3 separate regions of the Zea mays genome follow, and all the other regions are linked to region 3. A link is a contact called in public Hi-C data. All regions are on one chromosome and are shown on one strand. The core of a region is the stretch at or near the end of the contact, and the rest is flanking DNA. Distances in the headings are between cores, read along the strand shown.

Region 1 (4,862 bases), core at 1,637-4,136, 130 kb after region 3:
TTTGGATTTGGCATGTTTTCTTTGGAATGCCTAGGACGCGTAATGACATCAACGTAAAGCAGATGTGTCCGGTAGCGCTTGGTATGATTTCTAACAGTAATGGAGACCGGTAGTGATTGTCAGTTTTATCTTAGGACTAGTTTGAAGGGGATTTGAGTTTCCAAAATAGCCCTTAGTGAATAAGACGAGTGACTAAAGTTTTTTTAAAAGAGTCAACGGTGTCATATATATTTATGAACGGAGGGAGTATGTTTTTTTTTTGCTATAGTCCACGAGCTAAATGAAATAGAGTGTCCACGAGCTAAATGAAATAGAGCTTAAGTTGGCGAACGGGGTGAGGCAGCCCTCTTACTCAATATCTTAACGAACTAAGCTAAGGAGCTAGCTTGTTGGGCCAGCTCGAGTTATTACATCCAGCGGTTGTCCTAAATAGCCCCGGGCCCTAATAATGCAACTTCATGTATACGTACTAGCTAGCACAGGATCAGTAAACCACTTCATTAGCAGCGCATCAACAATAGTACCTGCTAGCGCGCAGACTGCAAATTAAAGTAGGTGTTCCAGAAGGCAAGCGATCTCCTCCGGCTTTACTCCAAAAGGCAGCAGCATGAGTTGAAGGTCGCCAAGGCCCTACCTATATGAATTAATATTCGAATGAAATAAAATTTAGGTTTAGATGAAGCACTTTTAGAGAAGTGATCTCAGTTTAGACGACTGAAATCGTCTAACCGGAGACCCCCTCCATAGAACATCCGCTGCAGTTTTCAGGCTTTGCGTAGTACTTACTACTACTCTTAAAGCCTGGGAGAGCATGTGGGCCGGGACGGCCACAACACACGCCTTACCTTAGATTTAATTTATATGTGGCGCCATCTTTTTAGACACCGAGACGTCCCCTTGCGCTTGAGCGTGATTAGTTTTTGTCCTAAAGCTGGGAGCAGCTTGTGTTAGCTCAATAATTGCACGGGGTTGCCTGCCTGTTCATCCTTTTCATAACACAGCAGGGGCTTGTCGTCCCTCTAGCTTTGTAAGTAGCATTGTGTAACTGCCGGCTGCTGTGTTACCGGCAGAGTTTCTTGATGCACGCGTAGCTTGTGAAGATCCCGTTTCTTCTTTATGGTTCGGGTGGGGAATCTTGGTGTTCGCATCTGTAATACTGTTTCCTTCCTGAAAATTTGCGAGACAGTGGTCTCAGCAGCGCTAAAAGCCAATCAATCACTCAGGCAGTCAGCCAGCCAGCCTCGCTGCCGTCGCAACACAGAGTCAGAGAGATAGATAGATAGATGCTCGACGGACAAGACCCCTGGGCAAGAAACCAAAGGCGTGGTACCAGACAGACAGAAGCCGGATGTCGCTCCACGGAAAAAACAGGCGCTCGCGTCCATTTGCAAACCGTAATTAGCGCAGGGTCACATGCCACTCCAGACCACCACGGCCTTTTGCCTCTGCACTCACTCCTGCCCCTTCCTGTCCGTGTGCCTTTTGCCTCCTGCCTGCCCTCTGGGTTATACTTACTAGCCGGATGCATGTGTCGTTGTACGCGCTACATTCTTCTGTACCGTACAGATGAAATTCCATGATTATTAACTTTCAGAGTTTTTTTTTCCTTCTTCTTCAGTGCTCTAGAAAGGTTTGTTCAAGTAAAATTAACACAGACTGTATTTTCATCAGTTTGTATTTTTCATCTTCGGTACTTATTACATCCTGTATAACTTCAACTATGATGCCGTTATGTTTACTTTTTACTCTCTTTTTTTTCGTCTGTTTGTTTCTAGGGCCACTTCCTAGGTTCTAAGCAGCCACGTGAACACAGCAACTGTATAACTTCAACTATGCTGCCGTTATGTCTGTTGAAAGGCGTGCCGTGACGTGGACGAAATGCGCCCCACACCCACGGTTGCTTCAACTTCAACGGTTCAACCCCACCCACAATTCTGGCCGAACTTCAGTGTGGCATGTAGCTAAAAGCCTAAAACACACACTCTTTAAAATATATGGGATTTTTATTTCCCGTTCCTGTGGTTGTGAATGCAACTAGTCGATGGAACACTTGAATAGTTTTCTTCTCACAGAGAAACTAGTAGTCGATGGAAGGAAACAATTGGTCACATTGGCCTGTGTGAATCATGACGCTGACAAGCGGGGACGAAGTCCCCACCACTTACTTACTGCGCAGAGGGCGAGCAGCCGGATAAACGAAAGCGCAACTGTGGAAGCCCTAAAGGCCTACTTTCTGTAATGCACCAAAGGCTTTTGCCCCCCTTGGGCCCATCTTGTCCCTCTCGACGCGCGCGCTTTCATGTCATGTGATGACCTGCTAAACAATTTGTTCACGGCTCAGGTCAGGCATATTTCTCCAAACGTACTCTAGTGGTGTGATTTAAAACTGGTGGGCAGAACATTAAGGCCTACTTTAGGTACTCTAGTAATAAATGTGATTGGAGTGAATTGAGATGTATTGAGAGAATATTTGATCTATTAGGGATTTACATCTTTTTCAATCCCACCAAAACACTCTAATCCCAAAGTATCCAAACTAGGCCTAAAAGAAAAAGGAATTTGAGAAAGTCAATGTCCATCCGGTGCAAAAAAAGCTCCGTTCGCTGCGACTTACTGTGGCTTTAATCTGACTGTGGTTACGATGCTTACCTTGTTCGTCAAACTAGGCACATGGGGCTGCTCCGCTGCTGCATCATCTTAATCCTGAACCCAATCGACGTTCAGAGAAAAAAAAATGGGAAGCGTTAAGCAACTGTTGCTCCAACCCTTAACTTAATCCTGATCACATGTGACTGCATCTATGTTTGTTTAGAGAGGACTGACAAACCACGCCAACAGCCCTAACAAAGCGTACCTTTCATCTCCTTTTCCCCTGCTACTGCTATATATATTTTCCGTCCTCTCCAGCTCCAAGGCCAAGCACAGGCCCTCCCTCCCTCCCTTCCCTGCATCCGCCACTCCCACTCTCTCCCTCCCCACCTCCTCCTCGTCCCGTTGAATCATTCAGCTTTTGAAACTATTTTTTTGTGCTCTCAAGGCAAAAGAGCACACTTAACTCTTCCACGCCTGTCTCTCTCTCTCTCCCTCTCCAGTCACACACACACTATCTCTGTCCATCGGCCGATCGGCGGCATGGCCACGCCATTAGCTCCAGCGAGCTCCTTCATTACCAGGCCACTGGCGCTGGCGCTAGTGCTCGTCGCGGCCGCGCTCTGCCGTCCGGCTTCCTGCGCAGCCGCCGCGGCCGCCGCGGACAGGATCACGCGGCTCCCCGGGCAGCCGGAGGTGAGCTTCGGCCAGTACTCCGGCTACGTCGGCGTGGACGGCGACGGCGGCGGCAAGCGGGCCCTGTTCTACTACTTCGTGGAGGCCGATGCCCCCGACCCTGCCTCCAAGCCTCTCGTCCTCTGGCTCAACGGCGGTGAGTTCTCTTCTTTGCAGCTCTTGTTCGACATTTTTTTTCTTTCTCTCTTGGTGATGAAAGAGGAAATCCTTGCTCGATCCAAGTTTTTTTTTTGTCATCTACCCGTCCGATCTTTGCTCTTTCTGAGATTCCTTCTGGTCCTGTAGGGCCTGGGTGCTCGTCGCTGGGCGTAGGGGCCTTCTCAGAGAACGGGCCGTTCCGGCCTAGTGGGCAGGTGCTGGTGAAGAACGAATACAGCTGGAACAAAGGTACGTACGTACGTACGTATCGTACGGTGAATGTGCATCCCTTTGCTTGCTGCCCGTTCCAATTCCTTCACTGCATTCTCTGTCTCTGTTCTTGCTGGTGGTTTTTGGTGTGAGTTTTTAGTGCTGTTTCTTGCTTGCTCAAAAAAGAAAAAGAAAAATAAAAACATGGAAACTGCAGAGGCCAATGTGATATACCTGGAGACGCCGGCTGGCGTTGGCTACTCATACTCTGCCGACGCTGCCTACTACCAGGGCGTGGATGACAAGATGACAGGTACTTGCTCGGAATGCTCAATCTACATGCTTGCGTTGCGGCCTAGTTAGCTTTTATCACTGTTCATCAGTTACATTACAGTCTGCTCCTAGCAGTGCTGTTTGCTGCAGCAAGAGCGAAGCATAAAAAAACAGCGATTTTTTTTGTTTGTTTTGCGCTGAAGAAAAATGGTGGTGGTGGTGTGTGTAAGAAAAGTGACACGCAAGGAGGGGAGGGGAGGAGAGGGGCATGCTGCCATGCTCTCTATCTTTTTGTTTGAGCAGTAGCAGTACGTAGCAGCGGCAGCAGTGCGTGTGACTGGGAGTGATGATGATCCCTTCTAACTTTCTCCACCACCTCTGCACTGCATGCACGTCTGGTCTGGACCAATGAAGCCATGGACAACATGGTGTTCCTGCAAAGGTGGCTCCAAAAGTTCCCACAGTACAGGGGCAGGGACCTGTACATCGCCGGAGAAAGCTACGCAGGTAGGAGGACAGGGAGTATATACAATATACACAGCTATCATTCAGCTAGCATGGTCGTTGTTTCGATCGAGAAACATGCTATTAATTAACGCTGCCTCTGTTTCGGTTTCGGGAATGCTATGCAGGGCACTACATCCCGCAGCTCGCCGAGGCCATGGTGGAGTTCAACAACAAGGAGGAGAGGATCTTCAACCTCAAAGGCGTCGCCGTAAGCAACCCTGAACCCTGGACCTGTCTCTGCACTGAAACTCTGCTCGTTCTTTGCCTCTGATCTGACGATGGGCATCGGCCGTCGGTCCGTGAACCGAATCAGCTGGGCAACCCGGTGCTGGAGTTCGCGACGGACTTCAACTCCCGCGCCGAGTACTTCTGGTCGCACGGCCTCATCTCCGACGCCACGTTCCGCGCCTTCACCTCCGCCTGCAACTACTCCCGCTACGTCGCCGAGT
Region 2 (4,473 bases), core at 1,369-3,868, 140 kb before region 3:
TACTGCTAGTCTGCTACTAATTATGACTATATTATTGCAGAAATGCAGTGCTTATATAGTTAATATATAGTTATATACATATACATATGTCCATAAATCTATAGGACGACTAACAGACGACCAGAGGTCGACCAGGACTGATTAGTCGCCCTAATCGTCGCCCTAATCGCGATTAGGCGCCTGGTCGCTGCTCTAGCTCGACCAGCTGGTCGCCCGACTTGTAAACATTGATGCTAATAACCAAAGTGAAGTGCTATGTCCTTAATTTCTTAGTATCACATTTACTGTAAATGATTCTCGTGAACACTAAGGTAATTAAAACTCGGTCGGTAGGTGAAAGACCGTCCCCACGGTATTATATTAAGAAGAAGCTCAATCGGAGCCTCAACCGAGAAAGGTCACAAAAGCTTGGCCCTCGTGCAGCATGAGGGTCCACCCCCTATAGGCCAGATCTTTACTCGTGCTTTGAACCCTCCCAGCCCCTACACGAGGATCCACCCTCCATAGGTCAGTCCATCTCGTGTGCACACAACCAGGGGAACAAGCGAGTGACCTTTTTTAACCTCAGACTAAAATTCGCTATGAGGGTCCACCCCCTATAGGCCAGATCTTTACTCGTGCTTTGAACCCTCCCAGCCCCTACACGAGGATCCACCCTCCATAGGTCAGTCCATCTCATGTGCACACAACCAGGGGAACAAGCGAGTGACCTTTTTTAACCTCAGACTAAAATTCGCTCCCAGTGGGATTCGAACTCAGGACATGAGGAGTGCTACTCAGACCACCTAACCAACTCAGATAGAGGCCCTTTTACGACACTAAGAAGCTAAATGACCATAATATGAGAAGAGTAAGGAGACTGACCTTTCCTTTCCACCACCTATCCTGAGCAATTCTCCATACAGTTCAACATCCCAGCTGACACCTAATTCCCTCTGTAAATATCAACAAACTTGATCACACACACTTTGAAAGAACAAGAATCGGTAGATTTAGTTCTTTTAGTGGCATCTCTTAGTCTTAGTTCTTGTAGTGACATCTCTTATATTTAATCAATGATCCTCAAGAATGTACATTAGTCCTTTTATCCATTAATATTTAGTACATACTAAGCCTTCTCACTAAAGCACATTATTAGTCAATATAAGCCTTTTGATCCACATTATTAGTCAATATAAGCCTTTTGATCCACATTATTAGTCAATAAGCATTTTGATCATGTCCATGTTTAAGTTTTGATGCAGGATACATCCATCCAAGCAGGCCCATCGAAGTGCGAATAATTGCCGCTTATTTATGCCATTCACTGTTTTAACTAACTTCTATGTATTGTCTCAATGACTTGTGTGAAATGATGGTTTTAAAATTAAAAACACCAACTATAAATAATCTAATATGGCCCAAGGCAAGTGCATGAAGAAAATACATGAAGGCAAGGGATTCCTCCATGTAATGCATTTTTTAAATGCACTACCCGCTTAGGCAAAGGGTATTTTCTATAAAATGTCCTCGATAAACCAAGCCTATCTCTCATTAAGGGATGCAAGTGGGCTAGCCCATGAACCCACATATAGGCTTAATTTTGCGGGTTGCTGCAAGTGTACAATGCCAAAACTTAAAGACAGAGATGGCTTTACTCTTTGCCTCATCTCATTTGGTAGAAGGAAAAAAATACTTCTCGTTAACTGAACACAGGCTATAGGGGTTCTATCAATCTTTTCTATTTTTTTCTCTAGTTCATCTTATGCTTGTAATAAATATCTAGTTGTACCTTTTCGTTATAGGCTAGTTTGGAAACTCAAATCCCCTTCAGGATTGGGAGTGATTTGAGTTTCCAACCTAAATTTAAGGGAAAAGACTCATTTTCTGCTATAAAAAACCATCTTATTTTTAGTTACAACAAAATTAGCTTCATAGCATTAATGCAGTTGCCAGCTTCCAACGGTACCAGGTAAGACTAATTAACTGAAATCCTGCATTGTTGAAAGAAGATGAACCAAGGTCCTATATTACTAACAAATGTACCATTATTTCAAAATTTCATCAGATGCATTCCAAAGGCATGGTATGAGTCAGTCGTTAGTGGTCAACTGCGCTGCAGGAGAAACTTGTCTGAAAAAACAAAGAATGGTCCGTGAGCCACGGGTTCAAATAACTAGGAGCATAGGTACCGCAGAAAAGATTAACATAGTGGAAGCAGCTGCATCAAGAAAATGGAGATGAACGGGAGTACGGATGGAAGGAATTGGACCTCGGCGAAGGTTTCGTTGAAGGAGATGCGGTGGCCATCCTTCTCAGTGTCCACCAGCACACCATCGCAATCGAACAACAGCGCCGCCGGAAAGGCACCGGCCGGCGCGGCCCTGTCGCCAGCCGCTGCCACGCGCACTACCGATGCTCTCCGCCCACTGACGGCGCGGATGCAGCAGACAACGCCGCTTGGGACGGGGCGCGCAATAGAGAAGTTGCTTGCCCGCAGCAGCGTGGATGATGCCGCGGCGGGGGCGGCGGCTGCCGCCATTGACATGGCTTTTTTGAGCGGGGATATCGCGCGCCTGTGGCTGAAGATGTGGCGTGAGGATTTTACAGGTGGCGTTTGGTGTTGTGGGTCTGGAGGGTGGGAAACTGGGAATAGAAATGAGGACAAGAGGAGGAATCTTATCCGACGATTGCTTCCTCTGAAGCCGAAAAAAAGTAGACTACCCCTCAACTTGTATTGTTGTATTTGGTTCCTAAACTTTTGAAGTATATATCTAGATCCTTGAAATTGTAATATCTAGATTTTTAAACTTTTAAAGTTGTATCATTTCGATCCCAGAATATTTATTTAACATGTACATTTCAGTTCTTATAGTATGATTGTGTCATTTGAGTCTCTAAACTTGTTTGTTTATGTTATCAAAGGTCCAAATTATTTGGACCTGTGATGACACAAAAAACAAGTATATGGATCCAGATGATATAATCATACAAGTATGACAACTAGAATGTGCACGTTGAGAGTTTAGGAATCGAGATGATACAACTTCATAAGTTTAGAAACCTAGGCCGAGATGATACAACATTGTAAGTTTAGGAACCGGTAGTGTATTTGTTGAGAACCATTTGTGGCACCGGTCACGGTCGAACGGTCCGGCCCTAAGGACTGGATGGTCCGGTCCGCCCATAGGCGCAGATGGTCCGCGAATAGATCGAATCAGGCGTAACTAATCTCTTTTTCGCGCGAGTGTATCCCTCTAAACCAGCGGTTACTGTTGGGAGACGCCTAGGAATGGGTCCAGACCACTCCCTATATATAATACAGGGCACGGCCGATTGCAATCACCAACAATCGATCAAACAATCAATATATCTTCCGTTCTTTACATTTTGCCCTAGAAGTATACAATAACATAACATTCTCCCTCTAATCTTCACCTCTCTCCTGCTCTACGTCGTTTAGAGGCGTCTTAGGTGGCCTACCGATCCCAAGACAAACCCTAGGATCTCTCCTCCCTGACGGGTCCCTTTCGGGAGCGAGATCCAGGTACTGTTGGTGAACTTCGTCGCCTCTGAGCACGCACGGACCGTCCTTCCATCAGGCGCGGACCGTCCGGCTCGTCGGCAGAAACTCTAGCCTCTGCGCTAGGTTGTGGACCGTCCGACCCTCGCCCATGAGCACCGCCACCAGTACACATTGTAGTGAATGACGTCCAGATTGGCGCCAACACACTTTTTGGTGACTCCGCTGGGGAAATCACGTGAAGAGCTATCAGATCGACCCTCAATGGTTGGTTCAAAAGATAGTTCTGACGTCTCTCCCAACAACATCATCGAGCCGACTATGGAAACTCTACCGGCTGAAGATCAGCAGGAGTTCGAGGAACACAAGGAGCAGCTGATCAAGAAAGTGCATGCGAAATTTCTGGCCAACTTTAAAGTGGACATGAATCACAAGGTCGTCCGGCAGCGGGCAACTTTAAAGTGGACATGAATCACTCCGACCTGCTACAGCTACCCCCAAGGTAAGCGAGACAAATGAAATTCAATCTCTTAGAGCTTACATAGATGAGCAGCGAGACCAAATGCAATAGATCATAGGGGGTACGCAAAACGATTATAAGAGGCTAGCATGCGCATTTGATAAATCTGTTGCCGTAAATTTTCCTTCGCACGAGGTTGAAACCGGGGAAAACACACACGATTCATCAGCTACAAATTGACATGACCAATCACAACCCCGTTATGGGATGCTGATAGACACATATCCTGGACAACTACAGTCTCCTATGCAAATCGAGAGTAAACCCATCGATCTGTGCATGACCGGACCGTCCGCATGTGAGTGCGGACCGTCCAGGCTAATGGTGGTCTGCCCCATTTTTAGAACCAAATTAATGAGATGCGCCCTAAGCCGCCATGTCCCACCTAGACCCTAAATGAACAATTCTGATCGTCCGCGCATAGCGCCGGACAGTCCGAATACATTACTGG
Region 3 (4,560 bases), core at 807-3,306:
ACTCTCTTCTCTCCAAATGTCCGTACAATTTTATTGTTTGCCTACAAGTAGTAGTATAATCACTTCAGCTCAAATTTATAATAATTAGGTCAAAATCAGAGGGACCACTTGCAATTTCAAGACTGGGCCAGAATAGGAATGCAATATTTTTCTGTATCTTCACATAGAACCCTAAAGTACAATAGGAATTCCAACAATCAACGGGTGAGGCAATGTTTTCAGATCGTCCAATTAAACGCGATTAATCGACGGTTAATCGACTGATCGTAACTACATAGACGATCAGGGATAACAACGCAATCAGAGTGATCAGAAACCTGATCGTCCGAATAATCATCAGTTAATCGCAATTAAGCGACCGATTAGGTCGTGGACGATAAGTCTGCTTTGTTTGTGGATTTTCAGTTTCGGCCCACTTCAATTTTTTATCAATCGTTTTGGCCCAGTCCACCCCAGCCCACTGGTAAACCGAACGGGGGAAAACACACACAGGTACAAGCGCTAATTCCACACGCAGCCGCCGCTCTGGCTCGGTGCTCTGCTGCTCGCTGACTTCGGAGACTGAAGATTGAGGAACCCTAACACTGCAGCAGCACACGGGCAACAGCGGCACACCACTGGCGACGGGATTCAGCGCCCCCCCCCCCCCTCCATCCCCAGCGCGGCGAGGCCCTGCAGCAGGTAGCCATGTACCTCCACGGCGCCCTGCTGATGAGGTTTACCAGTCCCCGTTCATCATTTCGGTTTAGACTTTAGGCTGCAGATTTGCTGAATGCTGATAAGGTGATACTATGGAAGGATTTACTAGTTGAATAGCAAGAGAAATTAATCATGCGCTAGTCGACTATCTCTGTGCTGTTCGGTTTTGGTGTTCTTGTCATAAATTTATAATTCTTTAAGGATTATCAAAATTAGAAGTCAGATAACCTTAGCTAGCTTGACCTGATGTGGAAGCCTTCTCTTCATGACAATAAGATGGGGGCGTCCCATTGTGCAGGCAAGTAACGATGATACATGATACTCTGGCACTCTGCTAGCATACTCAACAAGTTATTTGATGTGTTGTTATATGTAGATTAACTTCCACAAGTTATTTGACTATGCTTTACCTACGCTAATGTCTGTAGTAATATATATACAAAAGCCTGATTGGTTTCCATGTGTCCGGACGATTTGGAGGTCTGATCGACTGATCAGAAAGCGATCAGATTAATCGACGGCTGATCAGCCCTATGGCAATTAGAAACGATCAACCAATCAGGAAACATTGGGTGAGGGTGAGAATCAGTGCAGGAGTTGACAGTGGAGCTAATAGTTAGGCTGCCACATTACAATCTAACAGTTACTTCAGTGGAAAGGAAATAGCCAGAACAAGCACCAACTAAATTTCCAGATCACCTCGTCTTCGCTGACTGGCACGGACTCATGCACGATGTTCCCAATCGTCGTGAGCTTGGCGTCGAGGGTGCTCTTGGCCTCCTGCACCTCAACTTCTTTGGCTGCCAACCTTTTCTTAATTTCGTCTGTGCTCTCCATGAGCTTCTTCGCTTCCTCTTCTTGCTTGCTCTGCAAAGAAACACGCCACCGAACACATACTCACACAAAACCCAGAACCCCGAGAAGGAAAAGGGATGATGAGTGCATCGCAATTCGAGACAGAACGTACGGCTTTGAGCTTGCCAATCTTCTTGCTGGTAGCGTTGAGCTCCTGCCGGATCTTGTCCAGCTCGAACTGCCCTGCAGCAGCGACGCGAACCACTGAGAGTCAGAGACCGACCGGGATCTGGAAGACGTTTGAGGGAGGGGGGCGGGGGCCAGGGTAATGAGGGGAGTGGACACTTACTTTCGCGCCATGCCTTGTCGAGGGCGATGACCTCGTCGACGAGCTCGACGGAGGCGAACCGGCTGCGCTGGGACTCACGAATAAGCTCCGGGTTGCCGCCCTTGTCGGTGCGGAACAAGTTGATGTCGAGCATCGTCGCTTGCGACGGCGGCGGCGGCGATGGGGTGAAGTCGAGCAAGGGAAACAGGCGGGCACGTTGCGACGGCGGCGATGGGGTGAAGCCGAGCAAGGGAAACACGAGGTTAGGGCAGGCTTGACGTCGCGGGTGAGCTTGGGCGCTTGCCCCTTGGCATGCTATTTGGGCCGACTAGTACAAAGAAGCTGAGCTGAGGGCCTGTTTCCTAACATGGTTTATTTACGGTTTCAATACAACTAGTTTTTTCTTGTGATTCCTTCCTTCACCCATACAGATATGAAGAATTTTTCTTGAGGCAGTTCTTCGACTCTGAATACGATACGATGAATACGCACAAAGACTACACTCTGGAATACCATTTATTAAATGAAAGTATGGCATTTGCCAAGTATGCTCTTGAATCCTTGACTTTTAAGCTCCCATTTGATACCGTGTACTTCAAATTTTAAGATTTAGTTAGCTGTTCTAACATGTTTTCTTTAATTTCCAAACCGAGAGGTAGTGCTATAACAAAACAGAAGGATGCATGCTTTCTCATAGAAGAAAGAGAGCTTGAACAATAATCTCATAGCTTTGTTTCTTTTCTCATAGGAACATATGTAGTTTGAATATTTTATTCCTAGCCCTGAATTATAGTTATTTTGTACACAATAATTTCTCACAATTAATTTTCAAATTTAAAGTGTTTTTACACTATATTAAAAATTATGTGTTTTTCTCAGTCACGCAAGAGAGTTATGTATCTTTGCATTAAGAAGAAAAAAAAGGAAAAGAAACCAATTACAACCACCTCAACCTCTCACACGCCATCTCTTTAAAAAAAGGGCAAACAAGCTAGGGACAACTCGCACACTACGACAAACTACCAATGCAACCTAGTCTATTGTCAATCCTCTCGCAAGGTTGTTAGGAAAGCAATAACTCTAGCCCCAACCAAGCTCTAGAAAAGTGTCTCTTTCTTTGCTCAGAGCATAGCCCTTTCCAAGTCAGGAGAAACCCCATCAAAACATAAGTGCCACGAAAGTTCTACGAGGTCCAGAGACAACGGAATTGAAACCTTTCTGAATTTCAACGCCGACTCTTTGGCTCCTCCTCTGCTGCCAGCTAGCAAAGGATTCATCCTCATTTGTAGGTGGTAGCTCTTGCAAATTGAAGTGGAGAAGAAGGAACCAAAACCGCCTGACATAAACACAACTTGTTAGCAAGTGTTCAATTGTGTCCTCTTGTTAATCACACAGGGGACATGCAGCAGGGTTGGTAGGTTACGTCGGGCTACCGATCTGCTGTCGAGCACCTCTTGTATATCACTAGCCAAATAAAGAATTTGCATTTGTTTGGTGTCCAAGATTTCCAAATACGTCCCCAAGCTTCAAAAACTACGGATCCTTGTAAGAGTATGTACTGTTCATAATATAACATATCCTTGTGGCTTGACATCTCACATTTTACATGCACATAATTATGAGCAAATGTGACTCTGAAAGTGCATTCATCCCTTTTGTGAGTTTTGGTGATTTGGGTAACAACACATTTAAAGGCCTAACAAGTTTGCTAAGTGTTTGAACAGGAGATTCAGTATGATGAACATACTTGAATAATGTATAATGATCAGTGAACAAAGATTCAACACAAGGTTAAATAACCAGTGAGACAATGCAAATGGATATAATATGATCTCTATATTGGTTTGAATATATGGACAATACCTGAGAAATCACTGCATACATATGATCAGAATAGAGGATGAAGTGATTAAGAGGATTGGTCAAGCCAAAGTGAATAAGATATGAGGAATCGTGAATTGGCTTGACCATATTACTATTTGTCCATATATGCTTCTATGAGAATCAAACTAGAGCTTGATTAATCTTAACAGGTATATGTAGAAGACATTCAAGCAAGGTTCACAATATTGAAGAAATGATTCTCGCAATGGATGCTCAATATGATGTGACTCGAGAATGGTTTGATAGGGTGCAGATAGCAAGGAAAGGGCTTCGAGGAACTAAGCGAAGGTGGAGGCCAAGCGACGGTTTGTGGACCGAGGTACCATGGCTAAGGTGAATAAGAGAGTACTTGCACTAAGTCGATAAACTAATCAGCTATGAAGAGTTATAATATGTTGATGTATCAGTAAGGTGATTTGAAGTCATGATTTGAACTCATATATGGTGAAATGGTACAAGTCATAGGGTTTGATTTGTGTTTGCTTCAAAAGGTGAGACAAAGATGTTTGTGATCCTTATGAAGCAATGCCATGGAGAAATCACACGTGAGACACCAATTACTCAAGGAGTTTACTTAATTATATTTTATTTAACTTGAGTATAGGAATCGTCGTACTATCAAGGGGGGTCCAAATAGAAAGTTGATGTTTGCCAAAGCTCAAGCCTCTATATTCAAAAGCTATTTCGAAAAATCAAAATCCCTTGGACACTCTGTGTCTGACTGTTGTTAGGATTGAGAAACTAAGTGTGTTCCTATTGAAAAGAAGTTGAGCTTTTTCCAACTGAGTTGAGCTTCTTCAACTGCAGTTGAGCTTTTTCAGCTGAGTTGACCTTCTTCAACTGCAATTGAGCTA

The links. Hi-C and Micro-C count contacts between places; a contact is called where the count stands out from the background.
Region 1: a contact with region 3 is called in a Hi-C map of leaf, with 4 times the contacts expected there. The contact joins the promoter of LOC103648019 here to the promoter of LOC100272738 in region 3. A contact is called at or near these places in 12 of 25 Hi-C or Micro-C datasets (bundle sheath, ear, endosperm and 4 more).
Region 2: a contact with region 3 is called in a Hi-C map of leaf, with 5 times the contacts expected there. The contact joins the promoter of LOC100193468 here to the promoter of LOC100272738 in region 3. A contact is called at or near these places in 4 of 25 Hi-C or Micro-C datasets (bundle sheath, ear, leaf and 1 more).

What each region holds. Positions count from the first base shown.
Region 1 is chr2:229,532,797-229,537,658 of Zm-B73-REFERENCE-NAM-5.0, forward strand. It overlaps LOC103648019 (serine carboxypeptidase-like 45), which reads left to right and starts at 2,887. Exons shown (of 10, transcript XM_008672520.3): 1 at 2,887-3,421; 2 at 3,571-3,672; 3 at 3,851-3,946; 4 at 4,321-4,413; 5 at 4,539-4,621; 6 at 4,727-4,862. The coding sequence starts at 3,133.
Region 2 is chr2:229,261,945-229,266,417 of Zm-B73-REFERENCE-NAM-5.0, forward strand. It overlaps LOC100193468, which reads right to left and starts at 2,619. Exons shown (of 8, transcript NM_001138584.1): 1 at 2,252-2,619; 2 at 865-935. The coding sequence starts at 2,527.
Region 3 is chr2:229,400,510-229,405,069 of Zm-B73-REFERENCE-NAM-5.0, forward strand. It overlaps LOC100272738 (seryl-tRNA synthetase), which reads right to left and starts at 2,057. Exons shown (of 10, transcript NM_001147191.1): 1 at 1,844-2,057; 2 at 1,667-1,737; 3 at 1,399-1,566; 4 at 1-41. The coding sequence starts at 1,976.